Linked DNA regions of Sus scrofa: region 1 is linked to region 2. A link is a contact called in public HiChIP or PLAC-seq data. All regions are on one chromosome and are shown on one strand. The core of a region is the stretch at or near the end of the contact, and the rest is flanking DNA. Distances in the headings are between cores, read along the strand shown. Region 1 has its middle 27 kb from the start of SLCO2A1. Region 2 overlaps SLCO2A1 (solute carrier organic anion transporter family, member 2A1).

Region 1 (5,425 bases), core at 677-3,176, 73 kb after region 2:
TTAAGGAAGTAAAACTGAGCAGCCAGTCAGCGCTGGAGGGGTGCACTGAACCCTGATAAGGACAAGTCACAAGCCCTTGTCTTTCCAGAGTAATGGCCCTCATCACATTCATTTATTCAGCAAGTGTTTATCAGGGGCCTGCTCTCTGCCAGGCACCGGGCTGTTCTTGGGGATGAACGGGATTCACCGCTTACAAAGGAGACTGACCCCTGGCCTTTTGAAGTTAGAGTCTTCCAGAGGGAAACAAACAATAAATTAATAAATAAGTTAATTGTGTTATATGTAAGTGCTGTGGAAAAAAGAAACAGAGCAAGAAGGGGTGATCAGGAATGCTGGGCTGGGGAGGAGAAGCTGCCATACCGGGAAGGCGTCCTGGAGCACAGACTCAAGGGAAAGAAGAGGTTAGAGTATGAGGATGCCTGGAGAAAGGGCTCCAGGCAGAGAGAACCAGTGCAAAGGCCCTGAGCCAGAAGGGCGCCTGGTCCTGTGACTGGGCGGGCAGAAGGAGGGTGCAGAGGGAAAATCAGAGTGAAATAGGGCTGGCTGGATCAGGCTTCCAGGCCACTTGAGGACCTGGGCTTGGCTCTCAGAAGTGGGACCATCTGCAGGGCTCTGAGCAAAGGCGGGCGGAGCATGGTCTGATGACATTCTAGTAGGATTGCTGCTGATGTGCTGAGAACAGATGGCGAGGGAACAGAGAGAAACAGAGACACTAGCTAAGAGCTTCTGAAGGAATCCAGACAGTGGCCTGGACAAGGTGGTCCTGATGCCGAAAGGGCCAGGCTCTGCTGCTGTGGCTGCTGTTTCTCCCTCTCCCTGTCTCCTCCTCCTCCTTTTTGGAAAGTCTATGGAAAGGGGCTGACTGCGTTCTAGTCCTGGTGTTCCCAGTGAGCAGCTCTGAGGCAGAAAAAGCCACTTCCATGCTCAGAGTATCAGCTTTCTCCTTGAGAAAATGGGGTAAAGCGGGATTAGTGAGGCCAGCCTCACAGGGCTGTTGGTGAGTGCCCCCTCACAGGGCTGATGGATGGAGGAGGGGGAGGTGCACTTAGCAGGGAATAGATGCTCGATCCTGCCTGGGCCTGTCCAGGTCCCTCCAGGGCCTGAACCCTGTCTCAGATGGAGGCTCTGAGCCCTTGTCCTCCTGCCCCAAATGGGAGCCCTCGGAGCACACAGGTCTCAGGGGTGGGTGCAGCCTTCAGTGAGGCCCCAAAGGCAGAGCCCGAGGTCATGGGGGGACCAGCTCAGTGAGGTCCAGGAACCCAGGGATTAGCTTCATGTCTTCCAACTCTCAGAGGAGGGGGCTGTGGGTGAGCACTGGATTAGGAGTCTAGGAGCCTGCACCTCTTTCTTCTTTAAAATAATTGAGATATAATTGATATACAACTAGATTCATTTTGGATGAACAACGTAATAATTGCATACATTGCGAATGGTCACTGCGGTAAGTCTTGTTAACAGCAACCTGCATTTGCAGCATCAGCTCTGCCAGGTTCCAGCTCTGCGTACTTGAGAGACAACGACTCCCTGGATCTCAGTTCCTCCATCCCTCAGACATGGGTCTTGGCAAAACTTCTGTGCTGCTCCGGCTTTCTGACGGTTTTCTGGGCCTGAGAGGAGCCTGGGGAGCTGTGGAGTGGCGGGGTTACTCACTTCCTTCTTTTCCTATGACTTGGCCCTGATTCCTGGCATCCAGCTCTCTCTAAGCAAGCACTTGGTCTGAGCCACTTCTGCAGGCAGAGCTGGTGAGCTGAGCCAGGGTCAGAAAAGTGCTGGGACGAACCTGGGCCACATGGCCTCATGCCTTCCACACAAGAAGGGCACTGCTTCTGAAGGACATGTGTGTTTCGGGGAGGCGGGGGGGGGGGTGGTCACGGTGGATGAGCAATCAGATGGTCCAGCTGGAAGTCCCTGAGAGGCCCCCACCTTACAGCTGGGGAAGCTGAGGCTAAGAGAGGGGGAGGGACTTGTCCCGGGTCTCACAGAGGTCACTGGAAACATCTGTTTGTTTTACTAAACAACAGCTTTATCAAAGTGCAAGTGGCTTATTAAACGCCACATGAAGGACCCGGGTGAATGAGTGCTAATGTCCAAACACACCCATCACCCCATCGCCACAGACGGGCTACTTAACCTTCCAGTCATCCCCAGACGTTTCCTTGTGTGCCTTTGTCCCGTCACCCTTGCTGACACTGCAGGCAACCTCGGGCCTGCTTTCTGTCCCTATTGATTAATTTTGGGTGTCTATATGAAGGCAAGATGGACAGGACTGGTTGGCAGGGTGTGGGCCGTGAGAGAAAGAGGGGTCTCCAGGATTATGGCCAAAGACCAGGAGGCCTGAGCCGCTGTCCTTGGAGGTGAGGTGGGGGCCAGGGGAGGTTGGTGCTCCTAGGATCGGGGGTAGTTGGCCCTAGGAGCCCAGGGTTTCAGAGACTCTGGGCTGGAGACCTACAGAGAAGGATTGACAGCCAGTGACCGGCACTACCTCCAAGGAGCGAGTGTTGGCGGGGCCCTGGTCTCCCACCAAGGTCTCAGTCTGAGCTGGTTCTTCTAGAAAATGTCTGCTCCCCTCCAGGGCTCAGGCCTCCCAGAGCCCAGGAAAGGGGGCCTTTTGAGGGCAGAGCATCATTCCATCTGCCAGTGCCTGGTCCCTGGGAAAAGCTGGGTTCATGTTTGTTCAACAACCAGGCTGGGAGGGCAAGGAAACCTCTCCTCACCTCTGCAGTGTGTGCAGGAACCTGTTTCTTCCCAGCACATGAGTCACAGGAGCAGGGTTAGTGACCCTTCACCACCGCTGGAGGGCGAGTGCCCAGACAGTGATGAACGCTTCCCGTGGGCCTCACCTCTGGCCCATGATTCTGCAAAGAAGGAAAAAGCAAGATGACATTTGACTTGCCTTTCAAGAACATTCTCTCAGCTGACCTCCCAATAACCCCATCATTTAGGTCCCTACTTTGCAGATGAGGAAAGCGGGGCTCCAGAGAAGAGACAGGACGGGGTCCAAACCCCCTGCCTTTGAGTCCACTGCTGCCTCCTGCAAGGAGGAAGTTCTTTTGTAAGACGGGACTTTTGGTGGCCCTGGGTGGCATGAAGGCATGAGGGCATCTGCTTCTGGCCATCCTCTGCAGGGCACTGCCCCGTCCACAAGGCTCTCCTCTCTCTGCAGACCTGTGGTAAGACACTGTGTCCTGTTTGGACTAGCTGTCCTCCCATCTCGCTGCCCAGCCCCATGCCTTAGTATCCCGTCCATGTGAGCCCACACTCCCTGACCCCACCCTGTCTTAAAGGACCTGCTCTGGGCCATGCCCACTTCCTTACACCCCAAGTGCCTGCAAGGCCTCATGACAGTAACTTCTAGAAATCCCAACCCTACTAGAACATTTAACTCACCCAATAAACACAGTTGGGCAGCTCCTACTGTGTCTGGCCCGGCACACAAGAGGCGGGCACTGTCCTTACCCTCCTGTGACTGGAAAGGGGAGGTCAGTGGGTCCACCTCAGGTCATTAACTTTGACCTTGAGGCTTGCTCTGGAGGAAAAGGCCAGGGCATGGGACAGAGGGACCAGCCATCCCCGGATCCACAAAGATGTTCCGGGAAAGGGAGAGGAGAGCTGGGGCTGAAGGATGAGTAGAATCACTGGGGGAAGATGGAGGAGAGATTGCTCCAGGCGGAGGAGGGAGCTGGCCAAGCTGTGAGGGACAGAGAAGGCCCGTGTACCTTGATGGGGGACATCAGGCAGGACCACTGGGGACATCCAGACAGGAGGTGGGACCAGAAGCACTGTGTCTTATCCACCAGCAGAGATGCACGCCCTTCTCTCAGAAGGCTCAATGGCTGGGGCCCAGGCCCTAGGAGCAGGCAGGGGCCTGGGGCCTTGTAGCACCTGGGGAGGGAGGCTCCCAGGTCATTTCCTGCTCAACAGAAGCCAAGCAAAGCTCCAAGAGCTTTGCCCAGCAGAGGGGAGGCTGTCAGTCCCCACACCCTGCCCTTTGCCGGCTCCGTGCAGCCCAGGGGGGAGGCCCAAGCCTTCCTTCTGCTGTGAGTTTCCAACTGAGGCAGAAAGGCCAGGCCCTGGAATGTGCTTACCTCTGCCTTCTGCAAGGCCCAGGAGCTAAGGCCCATTCTTCCCAGCACCAAATCCTGCTGAAGTATGGGCATGGCCCAGCACTGGGCAGGGCCAGGCAGGAGGGACATTTCTCCTAGGATGGTTCCCAGAAGGGCCTTGGCTCCCCAGAGCCTCCTTCACCCTCCCCAGCATCCTTCCCTGATGAAGAGAGGAAGGCCTCTGAGGCCGGGGTCAGCACTGCACGCCAGCCAGTACTGGCTCAGGGTTTCCTGGGCAGGGCCCTGCCCCAGCCTGTGAAAGCTGGCAGTCCCAGAGCACCTTTCAGGAAACCTCACATTTGGTTTTGGAAACCACTCCCGTTGCATAGGAAGAGAGCACACGTGGCCTGTGTAGAATTCAATGGGTGATGGGTAGGAGAGGGGGCTACCAGGCAGGGCCTGGGTGTGGAAAGGAACGCAAGCTAAAAGGAAGTCCACCCTCACCCTCCCCAAGCCTCAGTGGCCTCAGCTGTGAAATGGAAAACACAGCTGCTCTACTAGGGCCAAAGAAAGTGTTTGGGGGCCACAGGAAGCTGCACAGGTGAGACTCTTTTCAGGCTCAGGTCATCCTAGGAGAGGACACTGAGGTAGCCAGTGGCAATTGTCAATGTGGAGCAGAGAAGCTGCTAGACTGGGGTTCTCTGCTGCCTGAGGGCACAGCAAGACCCTCAGAATAAGGCGTCAGGCAAGGTCTGAAGACGTTCTCAGCATCCTTGATTCTGAAATCCAGAGCCCTGGGATTCTTTTCCCAGATAAACTGAGCTCTGAACTCCTGCACAGGCCAAGATGCGGGCTTGCCCTGGGGATGCTGGTTCCTCTGAGAATTTTTGACGGCAGAGGGGGAATACACACATGCATATTCTGGGGTGCAGAGACTCCCTTGGGTGTGAGGATCCCGGCATAAGGGCTCTGGAGGTGGGCATGCTGGAGTATTAGGCTGGGAGTCGAGAACGAAGCAGGAGCCCTCACCGGGCAGCTCCCACAGCCCTCTGCATTCCTTGTGTGTCTGTCTTCCAGAAGCCTTCCTGTGGCCAGTGAGTTCTCAAAGCCTTGGACCATGCTTTATTCCCCTTGGAACCCACAGTGTGTGCCACAGAGCAGGGCCTCTGTACATCTCTTGGGAAAATGAGCAGCATAAACTCGATAAACTCTCAAGTCTCCTCTACCTTTGTCTCTAGAACCTGGCACAGCATTTGCATACAGCTGGTGCTAAATAAGTGTCCTGAAGCTGATCATTTTTTCCCCAAATACCCTGCCCCGCAGTCAATATGGATGGCTCGACCTTTCCCAAGCGTGCCTCCTGTTCTCCAGCCTCCCCGCCC
Region 2 (5,231 bases), core at 1,945-4,444:
GGGGAAGGAGTGTCACGCTCAGTCCCTACTGGGGCCCAGGCAGGAGACCCTGGAGAACAAGGGATCTTACTTCCAGGCCAGCCAAGGGGGACGGTGACTCCCCCACAAAATAGATGTGAAGAGAGCCTGACAGAGGTTACGGTGCTCAGGTCAGCTGCTGGGGCCACTGCTATGGAGTTGCCCGTTCTCCGCGGCCCCCGCTCCTTGCCTGCTTTTCCGCTGATGTGCAGCACAGCGGCCTGGTGCTTTCTGCCACTTCTCCACACACGTTTCTCTTCTTCCCTATACTGCGCACTGAAAATATGTTCCACATCAAGGCTCATTAGCTTTGTTGTTCTCATCCGTTTGGGGCTCTTTTTCCGTCGGTTGACTTAATAACACCCATGTGTTTCGTGATTTTCTCAAACCCCTCTTGTTGTTTTCTCTTCCTTTTCAGGTTAAATAGATCCAACTGGCCAGGCTGTGCAACTCCCGCCCCCGACCGTCCACCCCCCATCCCCCAACACACACACTCCTCCTACCCCCATACACCCCACCTCCACCCCCCCACCCAACCCTGGCCACGCGTCCCCCTACGTGTATACACCCCTGTCTCTGCCTCCACATCCACACAGACGCCCCACACTCCCCACAACCCCCACCCCCCGGCAGATTTCCTCCCTCGTGCACCTCCCAACCCCACCCTCCTCACCTCCACATTGGTCACCTCCCCTCACCAGGCCACTGCCTACACAGAGAAATGCCTCCCTCCCGCACAGAGCTGCACACAATCCCCCCCCCAACTCCCTTCTCTGCACATGATGTGCCTTTCCCGTCCCCCCACAGCTTCAGAGCTGTGTCCCTCTCGCACCACGGCCGGGGGTTCATCCTGAACAGCCCTGAGCTCATGGTCTCTGAGCTGCTCTCCGAGGCTCAATGGAGTACGGTCTGCTTCAGAGCCCCTGTTCTCCACTGAGGAGGGGCTGCAGTCATGCCAGAGCCTGGGGATCCCCTCCACCCGCCCTGCCTAGGGACACCTCTGAGGTAGGAGTGTGGGTGAGGGTCAAGCAACTTCATGAATAGAGGAGAGCAGGCAATTCTTGCCTTTCTTCCCTTGACTGCTCCAAAAATACAAGTGACTCCCCCCGCCCTGCTTCGCCCTCAGGAAGCCCCCCTTCCTCGAGGATCCATTGTCTGCATGGGGCCGACTTCCCCTGGACTTGGCTGGGAGCTCTCACAGGTTACACCTAGTCCCCCCAGACACTGGTTTCCGAAGACCCTTCTCTTATCTCCCCGGAGAACTGGTCTCGCGTTGGCTTGTTTCCCACCTGCCCAAACCTCTTCGAGTTTTCCAGAAGCCGTCTTAGAGGCTTTGGCTGGGTAGCTAGTCTTTTCTCTAAAGGCGCCAGGCAGATTTCCGGACCCCACTGACATTTAGAAAAATCTAAACATTCATAAATGTCTGCATGGCCTTTTTAAAATTAGCAATTAGTTGTTAAAGGTCTCCGTGATTCCCACAATGTCCAGCCCCTCTTTAATTTTTTTTTTCCTCCCAAAACACATAGTTAGTTTCCATTTCCCATGTTCATTTCTGGAGCAGCTGTGCTCCAGGGGAAGGAATCAGCCATCAACACAGGATAATAGGTCTGGGGGGTCGTGACTGATGAGTAAGATATTTCAAATACCACATCAAGGGCCGGCAAAGAGAAACGTGCTGAGCAGCTAACACAGGCTGAGCACTCCTTCCTCTTAATATTGCCCTCAGAACACGCTGCAAGAGGAGGTATTTATTATTGTTCCCATTTTACAGATAAAGAAACTGAGGTTCAGAAAGGTGAAGTATGAAGTTCCTGTCGTGGCTCAGTGGTTAACGAATCCGACTGGGAACCCTGAGGTTGTGGGTTTGATCCCTGGCCTTGCTCAGTGGGTTAAGGATCCGGCATTGCCATGAGCTGTGGTGTAGGTTGCAGACGTGGCTCAGATCCCGCGTTGCTGTGGCTCTGGCATAGGCTGACGGCTGCAGCTCCGATTAGACCCCTAGCCTGGGAGCCTCCATATGCCTCAGGAGCGGCCCTAGAAAAGGCAAAAAAAGACAAAAAGAAGAAAAAAAAGAAAGGTGAGGTAGAAGCTTGCCTAAGGAGACTTGGCAAGCAAATGGCTGGGCTGGGGTTTGAATGTCCAAGTCTATGCTCTGTCTCTACCCAGCACACCAGGTGGCTCCAACTTGAGAGTCTGGGAATAGAGCAGAGCAGCGGCCTAAGCCTCAGTTGAGAGAAATCCTACGGCCTCACACGCAAGGATGCAGCCAGGACTACACCAAGGGAGGGGCCCTGCTCCCCTGGAGCAGAGGTTGGATATAGATATTCGGTGAGGACCAGAGAGAAGCTGCCTTCAGATGCCCCCAGGATGCCCAGCCCATTGGCCGTGAGCTATTAGACTCTCCTCAGGAAGCAGGCGCTTCCTCATTTGGGACCCTAGTTTACCCAGCATGATACATGTACTGTCTCCACGGCTGCTTTTAAACGCCACTGCTTAATGGTTACTGCACGTGCCAGCCATTCGCTAAATTCGAAGCACATGCCCTTCAGGCCCCGCAGCCCTGCGAGGGAGGTCAGTTTTATAGAGGGAGCAACTGGGACTCAGCTGTGTAGGAAGGGGCCCAGGGCTGTGCCGTTAGGGGGTCTCAAAGCCCAGCCTCAGACCCAGGACCATCCAATGCCAGACCATTCCTAGATTCATGACGCCATTCAGAGTGGCGCAATTAATGAAATTCATTTGTTCCTGATGACCTTGCATAATTCAAAACTAAGTTCTCATAGGAATACACTGGAAGTAAGAGCCGCATTTCAAACTTTTCCCACGAAGTGAGACCTTGGGACTATTTGTATTTGCACGCATTAGCACAGCACATGCCCACACTGCACTGGCACCCACAGCCTCAGTTAGAGCCCACAGATGTGGCTCCTGGACCAAAATCCTCCTCATCCCACCCCCTGGCACCAAGAAGATGCCCTGAAGGTAGCCCAGCCCTGAGCACTTCCAGCTGCTGCTCTGATCCCAGCCAGCATGAGGAAGATTGCATCCTGTTGTTGTGAATAGAATTTACACAACAAAAAAACAATGAAGCTCACTTTCCTGGCCAGCTAGTCCTGCCTGCAGGCCGAGAGGCGAGCTGTGGTCCTTCCCATAGTCCCCTTCCTTCCTCTCTCAGTGGAGGGGGGCTGAGAACACTGAGGCAGAGTGTTTCCCTTGGAGCAGGGACGATGGTGATGGGAAGGACCCAAGTGGCCGACCATCCCTAACAGGGAGCAGAGTGATTGCTTTCAGAGCCCCGCCCGGCTCCAACCACCCTCCACCCTCCATGTGGCTGCTCTTTGCGAAGCAAATGCCCTTGGTATGCAGCCCAGGCCAGGGGGGAGCCAGCTCCCAGGCTAAGCAGGCCACAGTGTGTGGCGCCTGGCAGGATGCCGTCCCCGCAGCCTGTCCCCAGCACCTCAGGCTCCCTTGCTGATTTCATTAGCCTAGTCTTCATGCTGATGGGGAAGGGCAGGGACCATGGGTCTGGAGTAGGTTTGGCACACGGCTCTCTGAAGGTGGCCAGCAGCCCGTGACTCTCCTACAGAGCTAGCCTCTGACTCCTTGTCTAGACAGAAGGGGAGAAAGAGCATGGCAGAACCCCTGGGTTTGGGTCTGTCTTCCTCCTGAGCCTCCTTGAAGCCTTAAATTCTCCAAAGAGATCCAAGGCCACCACAGTGAATTTATGAGACATGACTAGTTCACTAGAGATTACCATGGAGGTGCAGAAAAGACCATAACTCAGCAAGCATCTCATCATTAGATCTCGCTGTCCCTGCTCCACTCTTTTTCCATTCCAGCCACCTACCCCCCCTCACTATAGGTCTCACAACCTATCAAGGAATCCCTCCTAGCATTTCAGTGATTCATCCCTTGGACCCGATCTGCACATGTAACTAAAAAAAAGAGAGAAAAAAAAACCAGGCTGATATTTAAGCAAACAGGAATGTGTTACCCTTCAGTATAGCCCTGGGTGGCCCTTCTATCCTCAGACATCTTCAAATCTAATACCTGGGCCAAGAATAAGCATTTCAGGACTGGGCCTCTCACTTGCTGCACCTACAAAACCACTGCCTCATCTTACATCCCTTAAAACAAATGCAAATTTTTCCCAAGCCAATACCTCATCATAAAATTAGCTGCAAAGCAGCAATGTTCCCAGGGTGCCAAGTAAATGCAAATACGAAACCATTCTTGGGGCTCTTTCCCACCCAGACCACACAACATTTCCACAGGAGGAAACATCCCACTGCTAATGACCCCACTGTCAAACATTACAGAACATAAAGGAAATACTCCACCATGAATAAGGGCAAGCATAAGTGGAATGTGGGAGGATTAGCATTCCCAAAATTTGCGCTAATAAAAACAATCTGAAAGAGACTGAAAAAATACATCTTTTTTTTTTTTTTTTTTTCCATTTCTAGGGCCGCACCGCAGCATATGGAGGTTCCCAGGCTAGAGGGTCTAATCAGAGCTGAAGCCGCCAGCCTACACCAGAGCCACAGCAATGCCAGATCTGAGCTGCGTCTGTAACCCACACCACAGCTCACAGCAATGCCAGATCCTTAACCCACTGAGTGAGGCCAGGGATTGACCCCGCAACCTCATGGTTCCCAGTCAGATTCATTAACCACTGAGCCACGAAGGGACCTTCTGAAAAAATACATTTTTTAAAATTGAAGAAACCGAAACAAACATAGAAATTAAAAGGAAATACCAAGAAACCATGAAAACAGAGCAGATAGATTTGAAAAACTATCGTAATAACTTTTGAAAATTAGTAAAACATGTAGTCATTCATATTTACAATGTAAAGTATAGGTTAGACATCAGATGAACAGTGCTAGAGAGAGACTAAGTGAACAGAAAGACAGACCTGAGGAAATCTTACAGATGTGGCATAGGTGAACAAAGCAATGGAAATTATGAAAGAGAATTTAAGAGACAAGGAAGCCAGAAATGAAAATGTCACACACACACACACACACACACACACACACACATGAAGTTATAGAGGTAAGAATGGAGAAAACAGGCATATGCAATGCTGGGAACTTCTTTTGGCTGGGGACATTCAGAACTAAAGAAAAATCTTAGTCTTCAAAAGAAACAGCATACTGAAGTTCCAAACAGATAAATAAAAGTTAACCCCTACCAGACACCTTACAAGGAAC

What was found. HiChIP or PLAC-seq counts read pairs in DNA pulled down with a chosen protein or histone mark.
Region 1: an H3K27ac HiChIP or PLAC-seq map of skeletal muscle shows a contact between it and region 2, with 4 times the contacts expected there. The contact joins two enhancer-like sites. A contact is called at or near these places in 3 of 47 Hi-C or Micro-C datasets (epiblast stem cells and liver) and 1 of 2 datasets of contacts at active chromatin or transcription factors (skeletal muscle).

What each region holds. Positions count from the first base shown.
Region 1 is chr13:75,214,000-75,219,424 of Sscrofa11.1, forward strand. No RefSeq gene overlaps it. Among named protein-coding and RNA genes, the nearest start is that of SLCO2A1, 27 kb to the left of the region's middle. Within about 2 kb of position 1,927, at least 11 of the 83 cell types and tissues checked have an H3K27ac peak or open chromatin away from gene starts, as enhancers often do. A contact at or near this core is called in skeletal muscle, where this site is marked.
Region 2 is chr13:75,139,392-75,144,622 of Sscrofa11.1, forward strand. The region is part of intron 3 of SLCO2A1 (solute carrier organic anion transporter family, member 2A1); the gene reads right to left. Among named protein-coding and RNA genes, the nearest start is that of SLCO2A1, 48 kb to the right of the region's middle. Within about 2 kb of position 3,195, at least 2 of the 83 cell types and tissues checked have an H3K27ac peak or open chromatin away from gene starts, as enhancers often do. A contact at or near this core is called in skeletal muscle, where this site is marked.